2 separate regions of the Ovis aries genome follow, and region 2 is linked to region 1. The links are chromatin contacts, called in public Hi-C maps. All regions are on one chromosome and are shown on one strand. The core of a region is the stretch at or near the end of the contact, and the rest is flanking DNA. Distances in the headings are between cores, read along the strand shown.

Region 1 (2,694 bases), core at 146-2,645:
ACCCAAGGCTGTGCCCGCTTCACACAGACTGCGGCTAAGCCAGGTCTCCTCCGTTTGGCTCCCGCGCAGTTGGATGTTTTGAACCGTGGGGGGCCCTGTCCGTTTTCACCCATCACCTTTCATCTTCTGGATGAGGCAGGATGCTCTGACTATAGAGGAGACGTGGGGTATTGATTCTGCCATTCAGCACATCAGCTCTCCCTAATGACTCTGTGTCATCTGCACATTTGATAAGCATGCCTCTGATGTCTTTATCAAGCTACGGGTTCTACTGTTCTGCAAGCCGGGGGGCAACAGCTCACCAGGGCCCCTCCTGGGAGGGCACAGAGCCGTTCCCTCTCCCACACGCTGGGGCAGCTGGCGCTCCATCAGTTGCAGGTCCTCCTGCCTCCCTGAGATTTTCCAGACCTTGGTACCAGCAGAAGCTGAAACTTCTCCTCCTGGCAGAATCACATATGAGGGCTGGGGTGGGGGCTGCCCAGGCTGAAGGGGGAAGGAAGGTGCTTGCTCTGTCTGCACCCATCTCGCTATCAGAAGGGCCAGGACCCAGGGACACCAGTGTTTGCTCACACACACCGGGCTGACCCAAAAATCTGAAGCCAGCCCGGGAGGCGGGTGGGCACGTAAGGATCATGTCTGAGGCCCATGGCCAGGCCCAGCCTGCTGGTCAACGTTCGTGAAGCAGATGGCAGAGAACGGAGCAGCGCTGGGGCCCAGGGAGAAATGGAGGCTCCAGGCCCCCGCGGGAGAAGTGACACGCCCTTCTTCACATGGGTAAAACTGCCAAGAAACAAGTGGAGAGATGTGCGTGTGAGAGAAAGATTCGCTGGACGAGGAAGAGGAGCTCTGCCAACACACCTTATCCTGGATCTTGCCATGAGCTTCAAACACTCTGCCCCATTCGCCGGATACAGCCGAGGGGCCTGCCCATCCTGAAAGGACACCACCACGTCTGGCCCCGCAGCTGGCATTCTCTGCAACAACAGGGAAGAAACGGGCAGGAAGCACGCGTTCAGCGGGGCAGTACCTGCCTCTGGAAGGAGAAGGCGGTTCTGTCAGGACCGTGAGGTCTTTGGATGGTAACCGACCATCTTGCCAACTGCCCCTTTGGGCTAAGATCAACAGGGGTGACAGCTCTCCAAAAAACGACTGGAAGTTATTTGAAACTTGAGTTAACAACAAAAGAAATGAAGGCAGAGAGCACGCTTTTGGCTCTTGAGACATAAGCTCAGAGGCAACAAGCCCTGCTACTGGCTCTCCCTGGCTTCCTTCCCGCCCCCAGGGAAAGGCGAAATTGGGAAAATAGCCCGCCGCCCTTGCTTCCAACAGCCTGCCCGTCCTCCAGCCTCCTCCACACTTGGTCAGTAGAGGGCACTGCCTCACCACGCTCTCACCGCAGCCCTGGCTTTGCAACTTGATCCCTGCGTCCACACAAAGACCACAGCTGAGGCATTGCTTGTGCTTTCACAAGAGAAAGCAGCAGCGAAACACAGACTTCGCTTTTTTGTGATATGATAGCACTTACGTAAAAAGTACACAGGAAAACAACTTGAAAGAAATATACCCAAAGGTAACGAGCCTTTGCTTACTGGAATCAGAATTTGTCTTTTTTTTCTTTGATTATTTTCTATGCTGTTTTCTACCAGCTTGTCTTCCTCTCAGAATCAGAAAAGCCTGAGGAGTCTTCAGGGGCTCACGAGTCATCTGCGGTTGGGGTTGGGGAGGCCGCAGCATGGGGTCCCAGGCTGTTGGAGAGGCATTTCCTGCATAACTGAATGTGTCTGCACCTGGGCTGAGCTCAGGGAAGTAACAGACACTAGACACAGTCCCCGCCTTCCAGAAGGTTACTTGATCACAAAGTGAAGGGGTAACGGCTGAGAAGGCTCTGAGGGCAGAGCCTGGCACAGGGTATTCAGGGAAGGCTTCCTGCAAGAGGCAGTATTTGAGCTGACACCCGAGGCAGGGAATGCGAGACATATCGGACGCACAAGCGTCCACATGAACAAAGGCGCAGAAGCACAAAACAGGAAAGGAAAAACAGGCTGCTGGTTCTAAGTTGGAGGCTTTTGGACGAGAGAGACCATTCCTGGGAACCAGGCACAGAGGCCTCCATTCCACAGGCCCCCTGCAGGCCCCCAGTGGGAACACAAGTGTCACCCACAGCTCTCTGCCAGAGAGAAAGCTGCCAGGTTCCTCTGCTGGACAGATCATAGGATCTGAAGCCACACGGAATAACACACTCATCACTTCACAGATCTTCAGAGGATACTCTGAATTATCAGCATTTCATTAAAAAAAAAATCAAACACATGCAATAGGAAAACAATACAAAAACTGAAGAACATTAAAAAAAAAAACAAAACCCTGTTGAATTAGGAGGCTCATAGGTGTGTGGGCCACCTATAAATGACTGCACAATGAGAGAGGAGGCTTGGGACAGAAAACGGAAGCGTTAATGTAACATTCAATTATCCTACTGCACCCTGGCTGACTTAACTCAGTCAAATTAGAATACATTTTATATTGACTATTTTGACATTTATTTGGCAAGTAAAACGAAACTGATCCAATTTTCTTGCAGCCATTGTAAAACATAAACGGAACAACAAGAGGTTATAAAATACACAAGCCTTACAAGGCTCCTTCTGACGTGCTACCCCCAGCTTAGACCCTCTGTGGCCTGTGTTCCTGCAA
Region 2 (2,694 bases), core at 61-2,560, 130 kb after region 1:
GATTGCAGCCCACCAGGGTCCTCTGTCCGTGGAATTCTCCAGGCAAGAAGACGGGAGTGGGTTGCCATTCCCTTCTCCAGGGGATCTTCCTGGCCGAGGGGTAGAACCCACATCTCCTGCATTGCAGGCAGATTCTTATAGAATTAAAACCCAGGAAATGGAAGATGTCCGCTTTCTTCATACCGGAGAAGACCACCTGGGGCTAAAGGAACCAGAAAAGCTCATTAAGAAGATTACCTGAGGCCAGATTAGAGGAGCGCAGGCCCTGCACACACCTGACCCTTATAAGGAGCCCCCACCCTTGAACCATTTGCCATAGAAGTCCTCACCAAACACCTTGGGTTGGGACACAGTTTTCAAGGGCAGGAGATTGCTGTGTTCCCCTTTGCCTGGCAAAGCAATAAAGCTATTGTTTTCTGCTTTGCCCTGAATTCTGCTCTGAGATTTGATTCACCACAGGTGCAGAGAGGTCGAGCTTTCAGCATCTCTATCATTAGCCCCATTTTAAAGACAAGGAAGCTGAGGCTCAACAAGACTAAGAAATAGCTCTCTGACTCACATCTTAAGTTTCACAGTAGGGACTTCTGAATGAAAGAGGAGATCCCATGGCTCCTCTTCCTGCAAGCCTTTCCTAGTTCCCCCTTGTCAAAGCGGTTTTTCTTTACCGAACCCCCACAGACCTTCCACCTGCTCTTCGGAGCTGAGCACCTTTCGTCTTGTCCTAGGTCTGAGAATTGTGTCTGTTCTCCGTTTGTTCATTCATTCATTCAGTATTTATTCCCAGGCCGTGTGTAAGGCACTAGGGATATAGTCAAGTAAAGTCCCTGCTTCCACAGAGTTTATTGTCCAGTGGGGGAGATAGACATTAAACAGATAATGACACCAATATTAGTTAATTGCAATTGTTATAAATGTTATGAAGAAGTCCAGGGGGATGTGAGCATTTATAACAGGGTATATGATTCTAAAAGGCTGTGATGTCGCCTCTGAGAAAGCAAGATTTCAGCTGAGTTCTGGTTGATAGGGACCGGCAAGGGCAAGAAAAGATTGGGGGTGGGCAGGAAGATTTCAAGGCAGGGAAAAGAGCTGGAGCCAGGTCCTGAGGCTAAAGGAATGTGCTGAGCTGAGCCTGGGCACAGTGGGTCAGAAGGGCAGGACTGGGGGCTGGCACTCGCCTGGCACTGCTGTCTGGATGAGTCTCCCTTCATGCATGCTGTCTGCCCAGCCAGAGGCTCCTGGACTGGGAGGCAGGGACTGGAGTGAGAGTTTGCAGGCATTTGGTTTCTGGATAGCTGGCAACTGGGAGCAATGCTGTTCTCTGGCCATACCCCATGCTCCTGGGTCAGGAGGAGGGAGGTAGCAGAGGACTCACAGCACACTTTTTATATATGTGGGGCCATAATATTTAAGTGTCTTGGCTGTAAGCCTACGACTAGGTCCCCCGACAGCCAAGCCTTGCTCCGCACGCTCTAACAGCTGTCTGTAAAACCCGTTTATGGAGCCTCCATAAATTTCCCAGCTGCTGCAAACACAGGGCTGGGACAAAGAGTCGGCGGGAGGGAGGTGTGGGAGAGCCAGGCTCCAGCGTCTCTGCTGGCTCGTCCTCTGGGCTCCGGCTTGCCCCCTGCTCACCAGGGGCCGCCTTACCCTAAATTCTTTTATTGAAGCTGATCTCAACGTCAACCCCGTGGGGCCCGGCTGGGCGATCCAGCTCAGCACAGTCGCGGGCACTTTCAAGATTGCAGCAAAAGGTACAGTAAATCAGAATTAAGTGTCATGATAGTGATTTGAACTGACACTGTTTTCACCTTGTCCATTTACTGGGAAATATATAACAGGAATAGATTGAGCCTGTCATATTGTACCTGAAAAATACAGCTGTTAGGCTAGGAAAGGCAGCTGGCACTGAGGCAGGGTCCCAGTGGACAGGGGGTGCATGGCGGGGGGTAGGGGCTTGTTGTCAGCATCCTGTTGGGGTGAAAGCTTGTCCTGGGAACACTGAGAGCCTGATCATGCTTTTCCAAGGGCCCATTTAAGGCAGAATCAGCCCGACCAGCCTTCTAGGTAGTCATGTCCCAACTGCCAGCTCTGCTGCCCTGAGGGCCTGAAATGCCCAGACTGCATTTTTAAAAAAGCTTTCTATTAAAGCATAACATAGACACAAGTAAATGCACAAATCCCATTGCTTGATTTAAGGTCACCAAATGAACACACTTGTCTACCCAACACACAGATCAAAAAATAAGACAGAAATGTGCAAATGGCCCCCTCTGCCCTCTCTCTACCCTCTGCCCCCCATCTTCCACAAGGAGCAGGAGGGGGCACTATTCTGATGTCTCAAGCTGTGGACTGATTTTGTACGTGGCATTTTACTGAGGTCATCTTGAAATTCCCACCGATTTTTGGTCCCCAAAGAAAATAGGGACCTCTCAGCTTTAATATGGGGCTTCCCAGGTAGTGTTAGTGGTAAAGAACCCGCCTGCCAGTGCAGGAGACTTAAGAGACGTGGGTTTGATCCCTGAATCAGGAAGATCCCCTGGAGAAGGGCATGGCAATCTACTCCAGTATTCTTGCCTGGAGACTTCCATGGACAGAGGAGCCTGGAGGGCTACAGTCCGTGCGGTTGCCAACAGGTGGACACGACTGAAGTGACTTAGCATGCGTGCACACAGCTTTAAAATACTTTATAAGGAA

Evidence for each region. Hi-C and Micro-C count contacts between places; a contact is called where the count stands out from the background.
Region 2: a Hi-C map of hypothalamus shows a contact between it and region 1, with 6 times the contacts expected there. The contact joins two enhancer-like sites. A contact is called at or near these places in 6 of 16 Hi-C or Micro-C datasets (blood, hypothalamus, liver and 2 more).

The regions. Positions count from the first base shown.
Region 1 is chr3:9,708,191-9,710,884 of ARS-UI_Ramb_v3.0, forward strand. The region is part of intron 6 of MVB12B (multivesicular body subunit 12B); the gene reads right to left. Among named protein-coding and RNA genes, the nearest start is that of MVB12B, 90 kb to the right of the region's middle. Within about 2 kb of position 1,396, at least 10 of the 54 cell types and tissues checked have an H3K27ac peak or open chromatin away from gene starts, as enhancers often do. A contact at or near this core is called in hypothalamus, where this site is marked.
Region 2 is chr3:9,834,646-9,837,339 of ARS-UI_Ramb_v3.0, forward strand. No RefSeq gene overlaps it. Among named protein-coding and RNA genes, the nearest start is that of MVB12B, 36 kb to the left of the region's middle. Within about 2 kb of position 1,311, at least 10 of the 54 cell types and tissues checked have an H3K27ac peak or open chromatin away from gene starts, as enhancers often do. A contact at or near this core is called in hypothalamus, where this site is marked.